Regions from separate parts of the Gossypium hirsutum genome. Here region 2 is linked to region 1. Evidence: chromatin contacts called from public Hi-C data. All regions are on one chromosome and are shown on one strand. The core of a region is the stretch at or near the end of the contact, and the rest is flanking DNA. Distances in the headings are between cores, read along the strand shown.

The links. Hi-C and Micro-C count contacts between places; a contact is called where the count stands out from the background.
Region 2: a Hi-C map of leaf shows a contact between it and region 1, with 1.5 times the contacts expected there. The contact joins the promoter of LOC107890817 here to the promoter of LOC107890834 in region 1. A contact is called at or near these places in 2 of 34 Hi-C or Micro-C datasets (both in leaf).

Annotation. Positions count from the first base shown.
Region 1 is chrD09:47,808,212-47,815,169 of Gossypium_hirsutum_v2.1, forward strand. It overlaps LOC107890834 (LEAF RUST 10 DISEASE-RESISTANCE LOCUS RECEPTOR-LIKE PROTEIN KINASE-like 1.2), which reads left to right and starts at 4,040. Exons shown (of 4, transcript XM_016815409.2): 1 at 4,040-4,907. The coding sequence starts at 4,154.
Region 2 is chrD09:47,951,265-47,958,222 of Gossypium_hirsutum_v2.1, forward strand. It overlaps LOC107890817 (aluminum-activated malate transporter 9), which reads left to right and starts at 3,101. Exons shown (of 6, transcript XM_016815388.2): 1 at 3,101-3,698; 2 at 3,926-4,063; 3 at 4,176-4,445; 4 at 4,538-4,674; 5 at 4,778-4,924; 6 at 5,303-6,664. The coding sequence starts at 3,344. The coding sequence ends at 6,001.

The DNA.
Region 1 (6,958 bases), core at 2,790-5,289:
ATAATTTTACCTTCAAATATTTACTTAAATAATTTAACTCACAAAATAATTAACCCAACATAAAGCGTAGCATAAACCGTACTAATTAATACCTATTATTTTCTCTGTTATATTGTTGAAAAATATTTTCTAACCATTCTGCTATGTTCATACCTATTATTTTATTAATTGTGTATTTACTTTTGGTTTGGACTCCAATTCCTGTAGGTCTTGACGCGGTTTAACTTTGAACTTGACTTTTAAATAATATTAGATGCGTTGAGATTTATATATTTAATGGAAATGAAAAAAAAAGTAGACATGTTGGAAAATGATATTCCAAACTTGATAAATAAATTTTAAATAATAAATAAATAAAAGGGTTTTCTTGAATTTGAATGTTGAGCTCAAACGAATAAGATCTTCATTTTGATAATTTATCGAGGGCAGCTGAATATTTTGAGACAAGCAGTGTTTGAAAATTTGGAATTAGTTAAATTTATTAGAAAAATAAGTTAATAATGGGATTTAAATGTAACTATTTGAAATTATATATATTTAAGGTTAGTTAAAAAATCCACATCATTATTGCATTAACAATAATTAATAGTAGTATTATTCAAATCATTATTGTACAAAATAAAATATTAATGCATTATAATCTAGAATATATTGTACCATAATCCCTAATACAATAACTAGTTAATAGATTCCATTTTTTTTATAATGTTCAATTTTAATATGCTTTTGAAAGTGAAAATAATCTTTGCGTAGAGGACTTAGTCATGCATGCATTTATTGGTTGAATTTTATTGAAGAATCTTACATACAGTAATTAATTATGTGAATAATCTCTTCTTCTTCTTCTTTTGTTTTTTCTCTTCAAACAAAAAGAAGAAAAGTCTGAACTGATAAACTCACTTGTTTTTCCTTAAAGGAAAAAGAAGCAAAGCACCAATTGCGATGTAGTCATTAGGTCAAATTACTTAAATGTCTTTGCAAGATTTAAAACATGTTATTTGTCATTAGGTCAAGTTCTCATTTGTTAGGATGTTAGGAAAATGAGGTAGTTATATATATGTTTGTTATATTTTTAGAAGGGATAATAATTAATTTGCCCCCTAAACTTGTTCATTTGTATTTAGTTAGTTTTTAAATTTTTTTTGGACTTAGTTAGTTCTTGAATTTGTATTCTATCAATCAAGTCGATCCCTTCACACTAATACCGTTAATTTGTACTGATATGAGATTTCTAGTCAATCTAGTAGTGTCATGTGGTAGCCTCTCCAAACATCACATGGCAAACATAATTTATATTTTTTAATTTATGTTTACCATGTGGCACATTGAGAGACTGCTGTATGACACCATCAAACAGGTTAGCAGTGCCACATCATCATAATTCTGATTGATGGAATACAAGTTCAAAGAACAAGTTTAAAAAGTTATTTTGTCTTAATTTTACAAGATGTATTTAAAGAGCTCAATTCCATAATTTCTTATCCGATCCACTTGCGAAATCTTTACTTATTTTTAAATAATTTATGTAAAAAAAATTGATACATACTTTTCACCTTCTCCATTCATTTAAAAAAAAATCTTTAAGTTTTTAATATTTAAAATGAGTCAATATATATTATTCTCCGAATCATTTTAAAACATACACCTAATCTTACAAAATAATAGAATTAATATTCATAATTAATAAAAAAGTTAAATTATTATTTAATAAATTTTAAATTAATTTAACACCTAATTTTACTATTTTGTAAAAATTCTAAAGAATATGTGTGAAAAATAAAAAGAGATGAATGTTTGAAGAAAGAAGTAATTTTTGCATGCCCTCTTGAAGATGAAATACCATTTCAATATAGTTTTTGTTGCATCCCCATACCCAATGGAAACAACTATGATGAATCATTGTGATATTAGTGCTACAGTTCTGGTTAATGAAAGCTAATTGGACAAAGTCTGGTCCCAAAATGACACTAGTTGATGCTACACTCTTGCCCAATCTTTTATTCTTGCGGCTTCTTCCTTTTCTTCTTTTCTACCTCAACATAGCGCTTATTTAAATGCAAGTAAAAAAATTATTTAGGTGACAAAAGTTATTGAAACTTATGTAAATAAAATATAGTCCTTAAATTATATTTTTTTCACTTTAATTCTTAAAGTTTTATTTTTTCTAATATTATTAGATGTTTTTAATTTAATTTTTTAAAAATTAAAAATTAACTATTAAAATATTTAAAATAATGATTATTAGTTATAAATATTCCCTCATTAAAGCCTGCCAATTTGGAAGTCATGCATGCACATGATCACATGCTAATTGCTTGTGAAGGAGACATCCTTCTCCGAACTCATGCCTATATTAATTGGAATTTCTGCCTGACTGCATCTGTAAGGTGCAAATATATTGGTTTTTTTTTTTAAAGATTTTGGTATTTGTTATTCATATTAAATCCCACTAAAATTGAAGTTGAACTTGATAGTTATAAGAAATTAATATATATATATAGTGTATATTTATAAATAAAATATTGTTGAAAATTTTAATTTAAACTTTGTTGAAATAAAATATAATTATAAAAAAAATATTTGTTGAGTATTTTTAAGGTTATCTTCAAGACGAAATTGTCGATATTTTTAAGATTATTTTTGAAAGTACTTTCAGGATTTTAATAACACTTCAAAATTATATTTATTTTAAAAATCCATCAACTTAAAATTTTACTCAATTTTCGATAATATAATATATGTCCAAAAAAAACTTAGAAACCCAATGACAAATAAAGTAAACTTTATGAACTTCAATAGTGTGGGTGATATAAATTGTGAGTCATTTTTCTGATACATAAATAAATATAAGATAAATTATAAAAATAATCACTTTTTTTTTCAAATTACATTTTAGTCATTTACGTTATCATTTTGTTACGAAGTATTCACTCTGCCGTTAAGCTCCGTTACCTTCCTAATGGTAATATTACATGACAATCCAAATAGGTTTTAAATGCTAATTTGGATGAAAATAGATTTTTCAGTCAAAATAGAAAAGAAAATTAAAAGAAAAAAGAGACAAACGATTTTTCTTTTTCAATTCAAGGCATAATTAATTTAAAATTTTAATTAATTAAATTTATTTAATTAAAAACCTATTATCATTTTAGTCGAACATTCAAGTTGACATTTAAAATCCATTTGGACCGCCACGTAGGGTTGCTATTAGGGAGGTAACAGAGCTTAACGACAGAGTGACCACTTCGTAATGAAAAGATAACGTAAGTAACTAAAACGTAATCTAATACAAACAAAAATAACTATTTTTATAGTTTACTCATAAATATAATACGTGGACAATTATTGATACATAATAATATTTAATTCATGAACGTATATTATGATATTCATTTTTTGAAGGTATATTATAATATTCACGTATGTTCGTAGTTCATGAATTATCATATTAAATGAACACGGACTCGCATCACAAGCGTATAGCTGAAATTATAAGACAAATTTATAGGTGGAATTATAAATTTTTCCATCGTTTGAGAACAATTTCTCATTCATCTATCATTGATTTTAAGCATGTTAATGTTTTATATTAATATATATATATTGTACATTTAAACATTTTAGCTGAAAAGTGTTCATTAATCATCTTTTGTAAAACCAATTCCCAACAATTAGGGCCTCAAACAGAAAGAAATCTCTCTTAATCCCACTTTTCTTAGTTCACAAACTAAAGCCTTTATTAAAATGTATTGAGCTCCCTAACAAACAGAAGAAGCTCCCATCCCATACATATTTAGAATTGCAGTTTTCATCCTCATTTTGTCTTTATTGTAATTACTTGGTGTTTTCAATAAGATGAATATTATTTATTTTATCATATTTTATATTTGATGAGATGATGTAGATGAAATTTCGACGTTGCTTCGTAAGCATTGCGTTTCTCGATTAACCATCGAAAAGGTCAAAGTCAATAACCTTTCTTATGAGCTCTTCCTTTCTCTTTCATAGAAAAGTCTAACAAACCAAATTTTCTTATTTGGTCAAATGGGATAGTCCACTTTATAATTTATTTTACATTTTAATCGTAGAAATACTGCATAATTTTCCGGGTTTTATTAGTCAGTTCCTCCCTCTTCAGAAATTGAAAAAGAAAATGCATCATCAACCCTGCATTTCAACCCCTTCCATCTCCATCTCCATCTTCACTTTGTTGTTGTTTATCATCTTCCTCCTCCCAGTATCATACACCCAAGATGAACCCAGTCTTAGGCAGTGTTTTAATGGTTTTGATTGTGGAAGCGTAAAGGCCCTGGTGTTCCCCTTTTGGAAAGAGGATAGCCCTGAATATTGTCGCCAAGACGGCTTCCAGGTGATCGAATGTGAAGATAATCATCAGCCAGTCATCCGTATTGGCGAGACTAAATTCCGATTGGTTTCCGTGGATCAGCCTCTTTATAGAATGACAATCGCTAGGGAGGATTTGTGGGATCAAGTTTGTAGTTCAGATCCCAGTCGTATTTCAAATGTGACTCTGGCATACTCTTTCCTGCGCTATTCCGATAAAAACCACAACCTTACCTTCTTTTACAATTGCAATTCATCATTTCCAGCACATTTCCGGTGCGGCCAAGAGTTAGTTCCAGTCTATGCAGATGGTTTAGTGGATAGAGGTTCTTATGAACAGTTTCTTGGCTCTTGCCATGGCCGCCCTATCCAAGTTCAGGTTAATGAGAGCGCTTTCCAACAACTGCAGTCTAGGGGGCTGGGAAACGTTGACTCTGAGGGTTGGAAACTGGGATTTGATGTGTTCTATCCTTTGGCTGACCTTTTCTGCGAGAAATGCAAGATGCAGAAAGGTTTATGCGAAAACATGGCCTCATCTCGATATCCTCTCTGCAAACATCCTGGTACGCACAATCAATCTCTTCCTCTAATCAGTTCACATCTATTTGATTGCTAAAATCCCGTAAATCCCTAACCTCCTTAACCTTACTCAATCTGTGCTGTGAATAGTGTTTTCTCCTTTAATTTTTCCAGTCTACATTGTACAACTAGAGCTGGTAAGCAGCCATCACTCATATTCAAGCTTAGCCAGCTATAGGGTCAAAGCGCGTATCTTCTAACCAAGTTGTCTTAGGTGTGGTAAAAAAGTTGGAGTCAAGTGTCCACTATTAGATTCCGAAATGTTGGATAACTAAAATGGTACCTTATTTTTCTTAGTGAACTTAATGCCCAAATTAGGGGCCATTGACCATATACGTGTCAGCTAATTACATGTATAAGAGCAGCTGATCACTCACTAATTCGTACATTAACATTCCATTAGACTCTAACAAACTCTCTTAGTTAGGTTAGTGTTAAATTAAGCAATGGGATCTTGATGTTACTTGTAGTAGAGATGAATGCTATGTTATAGTGATATCCATAGTGATGAAACTGAAAACAGCGAAAACAATTAGATTGAGTATTGTAGTCATAATTAAAATGAGTAGCGACATATATTTTATATTTAGAAAACCAACGCTTAGATGAATTATAGTGAGAAAGTATAAAGACAATTAAATTTATATTTATATTAAATAATAAAATTCATTATAATTGATATTATGTTAAATAATAAATAAAAACTATTAAAAAATTATTTTAAAAATATAAAGAAATAAATAGTTTATCATTGTGCTTAAATTCACATGTAGAATATTGACTAATTGGACCCTTGAGGCCGAGTAAGCAACTGAGGTCTAATGCACCCTCTATTTCCTTTGAGATGTCATCACACTTGAGACAGGGTGACATTCAAAGGGTTTTAAAGTGCTGTTGAATATTTTTAGGGGTTGTTGAAGGATGAAATCCGAAACTTATTTTATTAAATAAAACTTCAAAATAAATATTTTGGAAACTTATAAGTGATTTTTGGTTGAATAAAATTTCCTTCTTTGTAGTATTTTTTTCAAAGTTAGAAATCGTAAAGTCGTTATTAAATTAGAATCGAATTATTTAACAAGTGAAACTTAAATATTTAGTAGTAACTAATGAGTTTAATTTAGCTTTTTTTTTCTTTATTTTAATTAATATGGATAAAATTTAGTTTAGTTTTGAGCTTAATTATAAATAATTAAATTTGAAATTGAATATATCTTTCACTAAATAAACAAAATAAATTGAATTAATTTAGATGAGAAAAATCAATTCAATTATTATTTCGAATTCTGCTCGAGCTTTAAAATTAAAACTAAATTTGCATAAATAGAAACTAGACTGTATGTTGGATGATATTTTGTCCAGTTGTTCATCCGGCCTATTGGGCATTGCAAGCACCATAAAAATAGAGTGAAAATCAGAGTAAATAAACATTTTATGATGATGAATTCTGAAAAGAACAGAAATATAGTTAGTAGTGATTGGGGTTATTGACCCGAAATCATGGTGAATCATTAGACCAATGAATAGTCATGGTGGAGATCCATTAATTCCTCTTTTTGTTCTTCCCCCATTTCCTCTCACTTGGGTCTTATGGTATCTTTCGGTTCTCTATATTATACCTACATTATCGATTTAGTTTTTGTACTCTAATTTGATCAAATTTAATCTTTGTGCATTTCGAAACTTGAAATTTTAATCTTTAACTTAAATAGAAGCATTTAAAAATGTTAGGTCAAATTCTACTATTAATTCCGTAGTATATATAAGTTGTGAATTTAATTTCTATTCTCCAATTTGATCATTTTAAGTCTCTATACTTCTTAAAGTTTTGAAATTTCAATCCTGGTATGTGGAAATAGAAAACTAATATTGCATTACACATGTAATAATATGATTGTTGCACAAGATTTATAGATAGTAGAATTTAACTCAATCAATTTAATGGCTATTATTTAAAAAAATTGAAATTTTAAAATTTTAAAAATATAAAAATTAAAAATAAAAAATTAAAGTATATAGACTAAATCCTTATTTT
Region 2 (6,958 bases), core at 1,851-4,350, 140 kb after region 1:
AAATTTCGTAAAAATATACCTTCTAATTTTGGCTTCACCCCTAATTTCAAATTGGTTATTCAAATCTAACTTAATCACAACTATGAAGTGAAATTTGAAGATTTTATTGACTAAATATGAGTAACTTGTAAATACAAACATCTACCTACAAGCCCTTTTAATTTGTAGGCCAAAATCATTCACCAAGAATTTGGTATATTGTCAAGGTAGAGCTCTAAATTTGATAGATGATAGGATTCCATCAACATTCTCTCTCTCACACACACATGCGTCTTGCCTTTAGTTTTCTTTTTATCAAATTTCAATTTTGACCCTTACATTATACTCAAATTTAAAATTTAATCATTATACTTTAGTTTTTAACATAATTTAATCTTTTTATTTTTATAATGTCTAAATAATTAGTATTATTGATTATTTTGATTAAAATTTTAGCATGAATTCGTATTAAAACCAAAAAAAAAATTGCCCTGATAACTTGTAATGAGTGTTTTTTTAGCAGAAATGCACATTGATATTTTAACCAATAGAGGAAAACAGAGAAGTAAAGTTGATGCAATCATAGTAGTCTCTAAACAAACTTGACCTAATATATGATTTCAAATACTGCGAGTTCATCACTGTCATTTTTTCATTCATTTTCTAAATAGTTTTGTTTTATTAAGTTTCGAAATAGATATATGACTTTGGGGGGTTCTCTAGTTTTTTCTGGAAATATCCAAAACCGTACAAGAAAACAGGGGCGAAGCTAGAAAATTCTTTTAGGGGTCGACATAAATTGTAATTTTTAAAGAATTTTATTTTTACTAATTTGAAATTTTAAAAATTTTAAAGTCCCAAAATATAAAAAATTTCGCCGAGCCCCATGCCCTAGATTCGCCCCTGCAAGAAAGTGCCGGACAACAGCTTTGAACCGAGTGGTTGCTGTCCGAAAGAGACTTTGGACAACGTTGGGTTTGGTGATCACAGCTTTTGGTTTTTGTATTTATAATGCCTTAGGTTTGCTTGCACGTTTAAATTTGGGTTTAAATTGATCAAAATTTCTGTATCGTACTATAATTTTGAGATATTGAATTTTTATATTTTTAATTAAAATATTCATCTATTCATCTAATTTTGTAATTATAAAATATATAGTATTTTTTAATCCTCAACTTTTATCCCTACGTACAAAATATTTAAAAATCTATGTTTTTATATTTTCAAAAAGTCCTAAAAATTAAAATTTACAAAATTATTAAAAATATTCCATAAACATATGAAGAAATAAAAAATATTTACAATTCAAAAAATAAAAATACTATTCTTTTAAATTCATTAAATTATAAAAAATACAAAAAAGTTTCCAATTTTTTTAACAAATGTGTTATTTGCATCTTTAATTGTAATAAAATCTCTACAAAATTTGAGTTATTCATTCAATATATATTAAAATTGAATTTGAACTAGTATTTTTAATTTTTAATCTTATTCAAAATTTACATTAAAATCCAATTTAATACTGATTGAATGAATAACTCAAACTTTGAAGATATCTTCTTATCATCCAATAAGTAAATTACATATATTTTTTGTAATATTTTTAACATTTAAATAAAAATTTTAAGATATGATCATTATTTTAAACCATTTTAGGATTTTTTATTGCAAATATAGACTCTTTTAATTTTTATAATTTTATGTACTTTTAAACAATAAAGACCAAATTGACAAAAATTGTAAGTATTGAGGGTTTAAAAAGTTGTTTTACCTTTTTTTATAATTATAAAATTATATGAAAGTATAGGGATTACACCTCTCAAAATTAAAGTACAAATACTAAATTTTAAATTTCATAAAAGTAGAGGGACTTTTATCATATTTAAACCATAAATTGTTATATATATATTTTTGTAAATTGTTTTGAAATTTTATATAGAGCTAGTACTTAGTACACTAACTGTGGCTGATTTTTAACAGCATAATAATTTTAGTTCTCAAAATTTATATATTTTATTAATTTGATCATAATACTAAAAAGTTCAATAATTTCAACTATTAACGTTTACACATTCTATCAATATGACCTTAATTTTTAAAATTTCAAAAACATTATAATTACATAAAATATAAAAATATTATGGGAAATAAATATAATAATATAAAAATACATAAAAACTTTAAACTTTTCCAAAATTTTCAAATGAAATATTAAGAATACATAAAAGATGTTTTTGTTGATGGAAGGCAATCAAGTAAGAAAAATATATATACAAGTATAATACAAAAAAGTTTACTTTTTTTTCTCAAAATTTTCTTCTCTTTCAAAATTAAAATCATAGAGGACCATGAAGCATTGTCCTTGTGTCATAGGCCAAGATATAAAGCTGGTGACCATCGCATAAAATGTATCCCATGAAGGTCTAACGATTAGATGGAGATTATTTGACCTACGAGAACGAACTCGATTTAAAAAATTGTTGAAGAAGCCTAGTAGCCCAATGAAGAAGATATGGAAAGTTAGGTTACATTCGCAAGGAAACTAACCTTAAAATATTAAAGAAAATAATACATGATAAGATTAAATTTAATTTAATTATGTAATTTTGCAAATCACGTAAGGATAAACTTCATCTTGTCCGTCGATATAATTTAACTAAACTGTTGGATTTGAGGAGTTAAACTTTAAACAAATAGCCTCCCCTCAATTATAGACCATCCATTAACCTGTGATGTACTGTATTCTTTGAAAGCAAATACTTAAAATACCTTTCGTGCAAATTGCGAAATTAAAATTCTAATAGTAATATTTGGTCGTGGTTATCCTACTCTTAAAACCCACCAAAGGATATGAAATTCGAAACCCACAACCCGTCTATTTATGAGACACCATTATATGTGGTCCTCCAAATACTAGATTAACCTCCTTCAGATCCACATTGCCTCTTCACCATTCGGATTGTTCGAGTTGTTGAAACTGGGTGGAGTTTATGTTGGAAAAAAGACAAGACATCCCCATCAACTAAAAACATGGATATTAAATAATTATTTGATTTCAAAAAGGAAAAAATATTTGTTTTATAATGATCGTTGGAATGGCGGCCCACATGGGAATGGACGGTTGAAACTTTGAAAGACCTTTCCACTGATTCCTACTTTGATCGGTAGGTTCGGCATTTACGATGCCGTCTCATACTTTTCCCCTCCCTTCCCTCTTACTTCCCTGCTTCTCGTCACCCTTCCATCATCTCTTTAAAAAAAATTTGAATCCATTCTCCTCCAGAGAAGAAAAATTCTCCCCACGCTCTGTATTCATATTTTATGAACCATATGTAAAAAAAGAAAAACAAGTTTCTGTTTCTTAATGGCTGCCAAGTTGGGTTCGTTTAGGCACTCCCTGCTAGAGAAAAAGGGGAGAACAAAGGGGTACCCAGTGCTGGGACTGTACGAGGAAGAAGAAGAGCAAGGGAAAATATGCTTTTCTTACAGGTTGGTAAGCGACAAAGTGACTGGGTTCTCAAAAAAGGTTCAAGATGTTGCACGCAAGGCATGGCAAATGGGAATATCGGATCCCAGAAAGATTGTTTTCTCTGCCAAGGTGGGTCTTGCATTGATGCTTATTTCTTTGCTTATCTTCTTGAAAGAACCCATCAAGGAGCTCAGTGAACACTCTGTTTGGGCTATTCTTACTGTTGTTGTCGTCTTTGAATTTAGTATAGGTACGTAATTTTATTCTTAATCATGCTTCTATTCATTTCTTTATTTATTGTTGTCTTGGTTTTTGAAAACATACATCCCCTGGTTTCTTTAATGATTTTATTATTTCCTTCTTTTATGGTTGGAATAATTGCTTTTATGAACTGAAAATAACACCGTAATTGATTAAAACTAAACAAATAGAAACTCTGAATGAATTAATACCATAATTGTTTTTTTTCCCCTGTAGGGGCAACTCTTAGCAAAGGATTTAACCGTGGGCTAGGGACATTATCAGCTGGAGGTCTTGCATTGGGTATGGCTGAATTGTCCCAATTGGCTGGAGAATGGGAAGAAGTTGTTATTGTTCTTAGCATCTTTATAATAGGTTGGGTTTCGTGGTCATCAGTTGTGTTTCAACTCTCATGTAGTATGCTGTTAATTAGTAGTATCTTTACGAGTTACTCGTAGGTTTACTCTGACATGACACACATTACCAGGATTCTTTTCAACTTATGCAAAACTGTACCCAGCAATGAAGCCTTACGAGTACGGTTTCCGCGTGTTCACGTTGACGTATTGTTTCATAACGGTATCCGGGTATAGGACAGGGGAATTCGTCCATACAGCAGTGACGCGATTTTTGCTAATAGCACTTGGTGCCAGTGTTAGTTTAGTTGTTAATATAGGCATTTACCCCATCTGGGCCGGTGAGGATCTGCACAACTCGGTGGCTAAAAATTTCATGAGTGTGGCGAATTCTTTAGAAGGTTAATATGCATCTAATGTTTACTTATTTATCTCTACGAATTTCAAAAGTAATCTATCATTCTCATGCTTATTTACTTCCACATTTGATCAGGATGTGTTAAAGGTTACCTTAACTGCGTTGAATATAAACGGGTCCCTTCGAAAATTCTAACTTATCAAGCTTCAGATGACCCGGTTTACAGTGGCTACAGATCAGCTGTGGAATCGTTGAGTCAGGAGGAAGCTCTGGTAATTTTTGTTGTACTTTTGTTGCATCTTGAACTTGGTACTTGAAATTTTCATGTTGTTGTATTTATTCCGTTTTTCCTTCTTTTTCTGTTCCTATGCAAAGTTGGGCTTTGCCATCTGGGAACCACCGCATGGTCCATACAGGTCACTTGGTTACCCGTGGAAGAATTATGTCAAAGTAAGTGGAGCATTGAGGCATTGTGCATTCATGGTCATGGCATTACATGGCTGTATACTTTCAGAAATACAGGTACTTTTTCATACCTATCTCGAATGTATGCAATTGATGGTCAATTCCACATTCTTCCTGCATTGTTTTTTCTATAGCAGTGTGGCACTAGGATCCCTGAGTCATTGGCTTCCCTTTTTTCATTTAGCAGTTATTCATTTAGCACCAGGTTTATTGCTATGTTGCTTTGACTCTTCAGTTTTCTTTAAGCACATCCATATCCAACGCATATCAAGACATAGGTATACGTATGTTTATTGAGAATCACAGTTTACTGATAGATGATTATCCGTTACAATTCTTCCCCTTGTTGACCATTGTAATTGCTACTTTTTTAATTTGTTTTCTTAAAAAAGAGATGGGTTCATGTATTTTGAATAATAATATTTGTATGTGTAGGCTCCACCGGAACGGAGACAAGTCTTCAGTCAAGAACTTCAGAGGGTAGGCACTGAAGGTGCTAGAGTGTTGCGTGAGCTAGGGAACAAAGTAAAAAGGATGGAGAAATTGGGTCATACTGACATTCTATGTGAAGTAAGTGAAGCTGCAGAAGAGTTGCAAAAGAAAGTTGATCGGAAATCATACCTCCTTGTCAATGCCGAAAGTTGGGAAATTGGGAACCGACCACAGATTCTATTAGAGCCCCAGGATTTTCTTAGCTCGGATGGTGAAGAACACAAATTCCTGGGTTATAAGTCCTTTAGTGAAGCAGTACTTGATCTCAGATCAGTTTCCATGCCAAATAATTGGGATTACCTCAATACCAATGGGGATGTCAACCCCATTGTCTCTCCTGGCACACCCTCTGAAGATTTACTTAAGCAACAGATATCATGGTCAGCATGCCCTACGTTTAACCCCGATGCAAAGAAACTTCCAGAAGAGTCAAAAACATATGAGAATGCAAGTGCATTGTCATTGGCAACATTTACTTCACTTTTGATTGAATTCGTTGTAAGGTTGCAAAATGTTGTCGATGCATTCGAAGAGCTGAGTGAGAAAGCAACCTTTAAGGAACCTGATGAGCTACCAGCAGCAGCAGCAGCAAGAGAGTCCATTGGCTTTTGGTCCAAATTGTTTAGAAGCCTGAAGTTTTAGAATTTGCATAAAACATAGTAGTTAAGAATTAGAAAAGTAGGAAATGGAATTGCTTGGAGCCTAAAGCCGGCGTTACAGCCTAAGATCTGGACCTCAACATGTAGGATTTTAACAAGTCTCTTCCCAATATAATGTTCTATAACTTAATGAGATCGGATCTGATAGAATGGAATGGAACGTGAAGTGAACACTGCTGTCTTAGCCAGACTCGACTTAAACCGACAGTGTACAAGGTTGTAGGGTAAACATTTTGACCTCTAACTGCAACTGCTTTAGCCATGACTTCTATGTTATCATCCATCAATCCATGTTAAAACTAGTCCATTCGAAGCAGCGAGTTTTAGACGGGTTCGATCTTTGTTATTCGAGAAGTACAACATGAAACTGCCATTGTTTTCGGGTTATGAGGTGGAGAATGTTATGATTTTCTTTATTGTCCTTGATCCCATTTCTCCCCTGGTATCACTTCAATGCTGCTTTGAATGGCTTCCCAAGCATCCAAGGGTTAACTCTTTTCTTTTCGGTATATTTAAGAGTTGGCTTTTGGTGAGCTGCATCGGTCGTTAATTGCTGACATTTTCGGTCAATGCAGACATCATCATTGCTTCTTTTGAGGTGATATTTTATTGAGCTTGCCTGAATTCAAACAAATTCGAAGTTGTATCTTCGTCAGTAGTTTTGATCACTGGTCAGGTCACGGTTTGGCTTAACCAGCTCAAAAATTAAAATATTTAAGATTGTTTTTACAACTAAATTTAAATAATCATCTTTTGGTACAGAAATATTTTTTATTAATAAATAGTAATTCGGTCAAGTCCAGCTGAATTAATTTACGAAGTGAATTGTTTAAATCTCGGTACAGGTAGATCTAGTCTATTGGGCCGAGTGGGTAGCCTAATACGGGTAAATCAAATATTTTGGGCCTTAAGAGAATTAAAAATTATCATGAGTAAAAAT